Regions from separate parts of the Mus musculus genome. Here region 2 is linked to region 1. The links are chromatin contacts, called in public Micro-C maps. All regions are on one chromosome and are shown on one strand. The core of a region is the stretch at or near the end of the contact, and the rest is flanking DNA. Distances in the headings are between cores, read along the strand shown. Region 1 has its middle 21 kb from the start of Gm35433. Region 2 holds the start of Kiz (kizuna centrosomal protein).

Evidence for each region. A called contact is a pair of places that touch in the nucleus more often than the background predicts.
Region 2: a contact with region 1 is called in a Micro-C map of stem cell-derived neurons, with 4 times the contacts expected there. The contact joins the promoter of Kiz here to the enhancer-like site in region 1. A contact is called at or near these places in 1 of 484 Hi-C or Micro-C datasets (stem cell-derived neurons), 1 of 115 datasets of contacts at active chromatin or transcription factors (embryonic stem cells) and 2 of 9 other capture datasets (adipose tissue and pancreatic islet).

Annotation. Positions count from the first base shown.
Region 1 is chr2:146,786,079-146,789,285 of GRCm38.p6, reverse strand. No RefSeq gene overlaps it. Among named protein-coding and RNA genes, the nearest start is that of Gm35433, 21 kb to the right of the region's middle. Within about 2 kb of position 1,580, at least 34 of the 459 cell types and tissues checked have an H3K27ac peak or open chromatin away from gene starts, as enhancers often do. A contact at or near this core is called in stem cell-derived neurons, where this site is marked.
Region 2 is chr2:146,854,190-146,857,396 of GRCm38.p6, reverse strand. It overlaps Kiz (kizuna centrosomal protein), which reads right to left and starts at 1,517. Exons shown (of 14, transcript NM_001033298.4): 1 at 1,354-1,517. The coding sequence starts at 1,475.

The DNA.
Region 1 (3,207 bases), core at 331-2,830:
GAAAGACCCACAACGTGAGGACTCCCCCACGTTCTGACTCAGGAGAGGCGACACCCCAAAATCACGCACAAGAAACGGTCTTGCTGCAAACTGCAAGAGGATTTTTATTCAAGAGTGCTCTTGGGCCCACGGTCATACACCACGCAGGGGTAGAGGACCGTGGCGCCCCGAGTAGCTGGGTCAGGGGGTATTTAAAGGAAGAAAACACAACTCAAGGAGGTGGGAAGGGCGTTGTTGGAAAATACCAAAAATACCAGTTAAGAGTCACAAGGAAGTGCAAAGTCACAAGAGTCATGAGGAATACCTGGTAATTGTGAGGGTTATTTCTCAAGACAGTTTCTACGAGCCCCTAACAATAGCACATTCTTTGAATTAACACTCTTTGAACCCAGGAAGCGGGTGGGTGGAGGAAAGTCGCTATCTGTTTTATGACCAGCACACCTCGGAGCACTGAGCCACAAAGGCCACACTCCCAAGCCTGGGCCCAAAGGCCTAGAATTTTGTTTTTACGTTTTACTTTTTCATTCCCCACTTCTACTTGTTAGTAGTTCTAATCTTTCACTTTCTATGTCTGTCTGTCTGTCTGTCTGTCTGTCTGTCTGTCTGTCTGTCTGTCTATCTATGTGTGTGCATTTTGCTGTGTCTCATATAAACATCCTTTTAAACCTCTTCCCAGGCTAAACATAACTTTCCTGCCCTTGGAAAATGACAATATCCTTTATAGTTGGCTATTTCACTTAATATTCATTTCCCTTCACAACTTTGCAATTTCTAAGCAGGTAACTGAAACACCAGTTGAAGGCCGGCCTTTTCCACCTGTGAGTCCTGCAGGATGTGATTCAGCTTGTTGCATCATTTCTCCCAGAGTGGATGCCACTGATGGAGACTCAAGAAGTTGTCTGCCTAGTAAAGGGCTTCTTTCAAAATGAGCTGTAACCCCGAGGGTTGCACTGTGGAACACACACTGTCTTGTTTCTTAAATTCTCCTTGTCTTCTGGAAGAAATCCTGCACGCAGCATTCAGTGGAATCAGAGTGGGCTCCTTCGCCCCTCCCCCCCAGCCTCAGCACCTGTTTGTTTAGAATTACCATGGACCCCTGGGGAGCCTTTTTCCTCTGCTGCCTTAGACTGATACAGTTGGCCCTCTGTATCCACCAACACCAAAAAAAAAAAAAAGATTCTAAAAATGTCTGTACTGAACACATGCAGACTTTATTCTTGTTATTATGCCTTAACAATACAGTACAACAGCTATCTGAATGGCATTCCTACAGTACTGGGAACTACAAGTAACCTCCAGATGACTTAGCACACACTGGAGGATGTTCATAAGGTCTGTGCAAAGACTGTACTGTTTCTACTATTTTATTCGAAGGATTAAGCATGTATGAATTTAGGTATCCAAGGGAGTCCTGGAGCTGATCCTCGGACAGATATTAGAAGACTACATCACACAGACACTATAGCTAAGTCTAAACCGAACAAACTGACTACGGCTACAAGCAAGACCTTTGGGATGTAAGGTCTTCAAGGATGAAGGAATGTCTGCCTAACAGGGAAAGAATGTGTTAAAGTCTGTCTGCCTGGATTAAGGGTCTCCTGGCCTGTGAGGTCTGCCAGGAAAATTCTTTCCTTTGTCTCAGCATGCCCCCAGCTGGCAGACGGAGCTTACAATTTGTTTTCAAATATCTTGGCGGGGCTGCAGGATCTCGTATTTAAAAGGAAAAGGGGTACACGAAGATTTCCCCTGCCTGCAGCACTCTGTGCAAATAATAATCGTCTGGGGGGTGATCTTGGAGCTGTTGCAACACGTGAGGATTAACTATTGAAATAAAATTCCTTCTGTTTGAGAACAAGCAATTCATTCAGGCCGGGTCTTTCTGCTGCAGGCTGAGGTCTTTTGCATTTTTTGCATCAGTGTTTTCCCACTCTCTCTATCCATCCCCCTCCCTCCAAGGAGACAGAGTGGGGGTGAGGGCGGATAGAAATCACTGTCAGGGTACCACTGGCTCCTTTACTGTATTAGGAATGGACCTATCACGAGTGGGAAAACTCTTCATTCTGAGTTTAAGGAATGTGGCAGATGCTGCCAGGGTTCTGCCCATGCTCCCTAACTCACAGTCCCCTTGCTTTGTACACTTGCTTCTCTCTGTTTGAGGTTATCAGTACTCAAAGGGGGCAGAGCACACATGCCATGGAATTAAAACCCTAGAAATGGCCATCAATACTAAGATCCTTGCTTCTCAGAGAGGTAGTTCTTTACAAGCTCTCAGAGGATTACCAGGGATGGAGTTACAGGGGCCTATGGCAATAACCCATTCACTGTTGCAATCTGGTTCCCTCTTGACTGGTTTTCATCACTTATGGTCTTCCTGGACTAGCTCCCCAGCAGGTCATCTAAACCCAAACCCTCATTTTGGGCTCTATCCTGAGGAAACATATACAAACTCAGGCAGCCTGTCCCATGGTAGGAGATTCCCAAAGGCAGGCCAGAGAGGAGTAGAAAGGATGTAGGTTTGTTGGTAGATTGCTTGCCTAGCATGCATGGAGACCTGGGCTCACTCTCCAGTACCACATGGACCAAGTGGGATGCAATCCTGACACTCAAGAGGTGGAGACAGAGAAGAAGATCAGAGGCTCAAGGTCATACTTGGCTACTTAGTCAATTCAAGGCTAATCTTGGATACCAGAGACCCTATCTCTAAAACAAAACAAAACAAAACAAAACAAAACAAAACAAAACAAAACAAAACAAAAATCAAGCCTGTCTTCTTTGCATCCACCCCAATATTTGGGGATGTCTACAACTTCTTTTCCCATTTAAAAGTCAGTTCTGGTCCTTGGTTGACAGCCAGGATGGTCCCAGCAGGATAATTTCTGAAGTGCTTTTGGGAACATACTGAAGTAGTCCACTTGGGAGAGTAACTGGTGGAAGCTGAATGACAGTCCTGTCTGGGTCTGCCTTTATCCACCAAACTCTGAGTGTAGAGCTGGGTCATCAGAAGAGAAGCTCTTTGTTGACTGGTCCATGTTGGCTTACAGCTGTTGGCTCTGCCCAACTGCTACCTAACAACAGCTTACCTCACAGCCTGCCAGGTTCTCCCTCTCTGTTCTTCTCTCTTCCCTCCTTCTCTGCTCTCATAGCTCTGTTTCCCAGCTTCTCAGGGTTCCGTTCCCTTCCCCTCATAGTAAATCTGCTTTATACTAG
Region 2 (3,207 bases), core at 268-2,767, 68 kb before region 1:
ATTCTCTCTCTCTCTATTGTATTCTCTCTGAGATCTCACTAAGCACACTGAAGGTGCAAACATTAGAAAGTATTGAGAAAAGAAAAGCTCTGTAGGAAAAATAAAGGTGTGTGTGTGTGTGTGTGTGTGTGTGTGTGTGTGTGTGTGTGTGTTGGAGATAGGTTCTCACTATGCTGCCCTGGCTGGCTTGTATCCCAGGCTGGCCTTGAACCTGTGGTCCTCCTATTTCTGTCTCTTCAGCATAGACCACCACCAACATACGCCTAAATGGTTAATTTTTTTTTTCTTAAGTGGGAGATTAAGAGATCCCTAGAGTAGGTGAGCAGGACTGTGTCAGAAGGAAAAAAAAAAAAAAAAAACGGATGTAGAAAGAAGATAAAACACGGAAAGAAGAGTTAGGGCCCGTGGGAGTTACTTAACAAGTAATTGGCAAAAATTAAGTCTAGTGTAAGATGCAATTCCTTTGAAAAATCACTTACTTTACCTCACCTGCAATTACTGTTATGATCTTAGAATTGTTACAGCCCTCCTGTTCCTTCTGAATGATTCTGTAACTTTAACACCCACTAAATGTTTTGTTTATCAAAAGATCCAAAAATCTATTTCCTTTCTTGTCAACTAATGAGATTTCTAAGTCCAATTAATTTGGCAGCTAAATAAGTGTTCCAACAACTTATCTTTCCATGTGGTTATTTATAGTCAATTGCTTTGTACTTTTTTCTATTTATGCATTCTTAGATCTAGCTTTTTCCAATGGTTCTCATCTTTCATGTCTTAATCAAAGGCAATCCCAACCCTCGAAGCTGAACCCGTTGAAAATTTCATCCTTTTACTAGAAATTTAGTCAGCCCCAGACACTTCTAAAAGACTACAGCGCGCGCGCAAACACACACACACACACACACACACACACACACACACACACACACACACACACACACACACCATTCCAGCCTGCGTTCCTGGACCTGTCATCTTTGATGCAGTGCGGCTGTCAAAGTAGGATGACAACTTGAAGAGAGAGTGAGGAGGGGGCATGTAGGACTAGAGAGGACTAAAGAAATTCACAAGGTTTGATCAAGACTGGCAGGCAAAAAAACTCCCACTCTCACTTCCGGCCGCATCCGCAGGCTGAGGGACCTGGCTTTGGTTGTCATGAGAGATTACAGTCTCTCTGCGCTTTCAAACAAGGGGCATCCGTGGTAAAGTTGTGCTCCTAACCCCTTCTGGGGCTAGTTGGGGGTCGCAGGCGAGTTCCAACACTAGTGAACCACTGGCGGGAAGTGGGCCGGACACCGTACCCCGATGCTCTCAGTGGCGCCGCTGACTCCCTGCCCCGTCCCGCGGCCGTACCTGTCCCGCAGAGCCTGCTGGAGCTGGCCCACCCTTTCGTAGTAGCTGGGGCTCGCCAAGGGCGCAGAGGTGGCGGAGGCCTGGCGCAGGCCACCACCACCGCCACCGCGCCCTCGCGGCATTGCCACAGGGCAGCTGGCGGGCCAGCGTTGCCCAAGGAGACCGCCCCAACATGCACCGCGGGTAAACAAGGCGCCTAGCGGCCTGAAGAGGGCGGGGCGAAGGGCGGGGCGCCGAGGAGGCGGGGTTAGCCGCGGTGTGGGTCCGGGAGGGGCGAAGACAGAGAGACTGGCAAGGGTGGAGCAGCCCTGGTGGTACAGGGAGAAGACAAGGGAGCTGTGTCACGTTCTCTCTGCTACCGCTGTGTTTCTCTTCCCCTACAGAATCCGTCCTACACGCATTCATTTTATCAGATGCAGTTTCTTATTTACCTTCCTAGAATTTGCAGTGAGAGACCCTGTGACAAGATTGTTTTGATACCAGCACTTAGAAAGCAAAACAAAAAGCTAGAAGAAAACAAAATTTAAGAACCGCAAATATGCCCTTGATCTCAGCACTACGGGCAGAGGCAGTAGGAATTCTGAGTTCGAGGCCAGTCTAATTTACAGAGTGAGTTCCAGGACAACAAAGACAACACAGAGAAACCTAGTCTCAAAACACCAAACCCCACCCCCAAACAAAATAAAACAAACAAACAAAGAAACCAAATATGCCATCCCACGCTGGAATGTTTTTCAATGCTCAGGTTGCCATCAGCCCTTTCAGGGGAGAAAGATTTGGTTTCTAACTAGGTCCTTGTGAATCAAACCGTTTACTTCTGCAGTCAATTCTCCAACAAGGCCCCCAGCCAGACTACATTGGCATAAACCCTATGTCCCACAACTCAGCTGTGACCATACAAAAAGCCTAGGTGCCCCAGAGTGAATTGGGCAGACTATTACAGCAAGACTAACTTAACCTTAGATCAGTTCAGAGGAACTACTGGTTATAAAGGCCCAGAACAGAATCAGTCTTTATTCTTGCCTCCATCAACATGGCAAAAGGCTTCCTGAAGAAAGACAACTGGATTCTAAAACCCACTTGGAATAGGAAATTAAAAAAAAAAAAATGTACACACGTACTTGTAGTCAATGTGGTTCCTTATCCTAGACTTTTAATTTTATGTCTCTTTTCTCAAGTCGGTAGTTTTATTTTCATGCAAAGCATCCCTGACACCAACATTTCTTTAATAGTGTGTCAGGACTCCATGGGGATTGCACCATATCTGAATGGGTTAGGGATAGGGAGCTGTGTGTCAAAAAGTTCAGCAACAGTAAACCGTTCCTGAATGTGTAATGACCAAAACTCAATTGAAAAATCAAGGCATAATAAATCTAAGCTGCTTCTGACGGCATGTGTCCGTGTCTTGTCCCACTATAACATGCTCACTATACACTGCACATGTCCATTGCGCTCTGACTTATAGTACCATACTGGCATTAGGGGAAGCAACGAAATGGTCAAGTCAGCAACCCTAAATTATGATTTTGCCTATCCTTCCTTCCTCATACTGTCTGCCTAAATGCTGAAAGGTAGAATATATCCATGTAATCTCAGGACTCAAGGGGACAGGCAGGAGGATCTCTAATTCCAGGCGGGCCTGACCGACCTTGGCTTAAAAACAAAAACATGTGGACCAGACGATGGCCCAGCAAATGAAACATGCTTTCTTTGCAGGTATGGCAATCTGAGTTTGATTTGATTCCCAAGAGTTGTTCTCTAACCTCTACTTGTACACTCTAACACACATGCATACACACACACACACACACACAAACATGCACACGTGTGCGCTTCATTGAATTAAAATGTCAT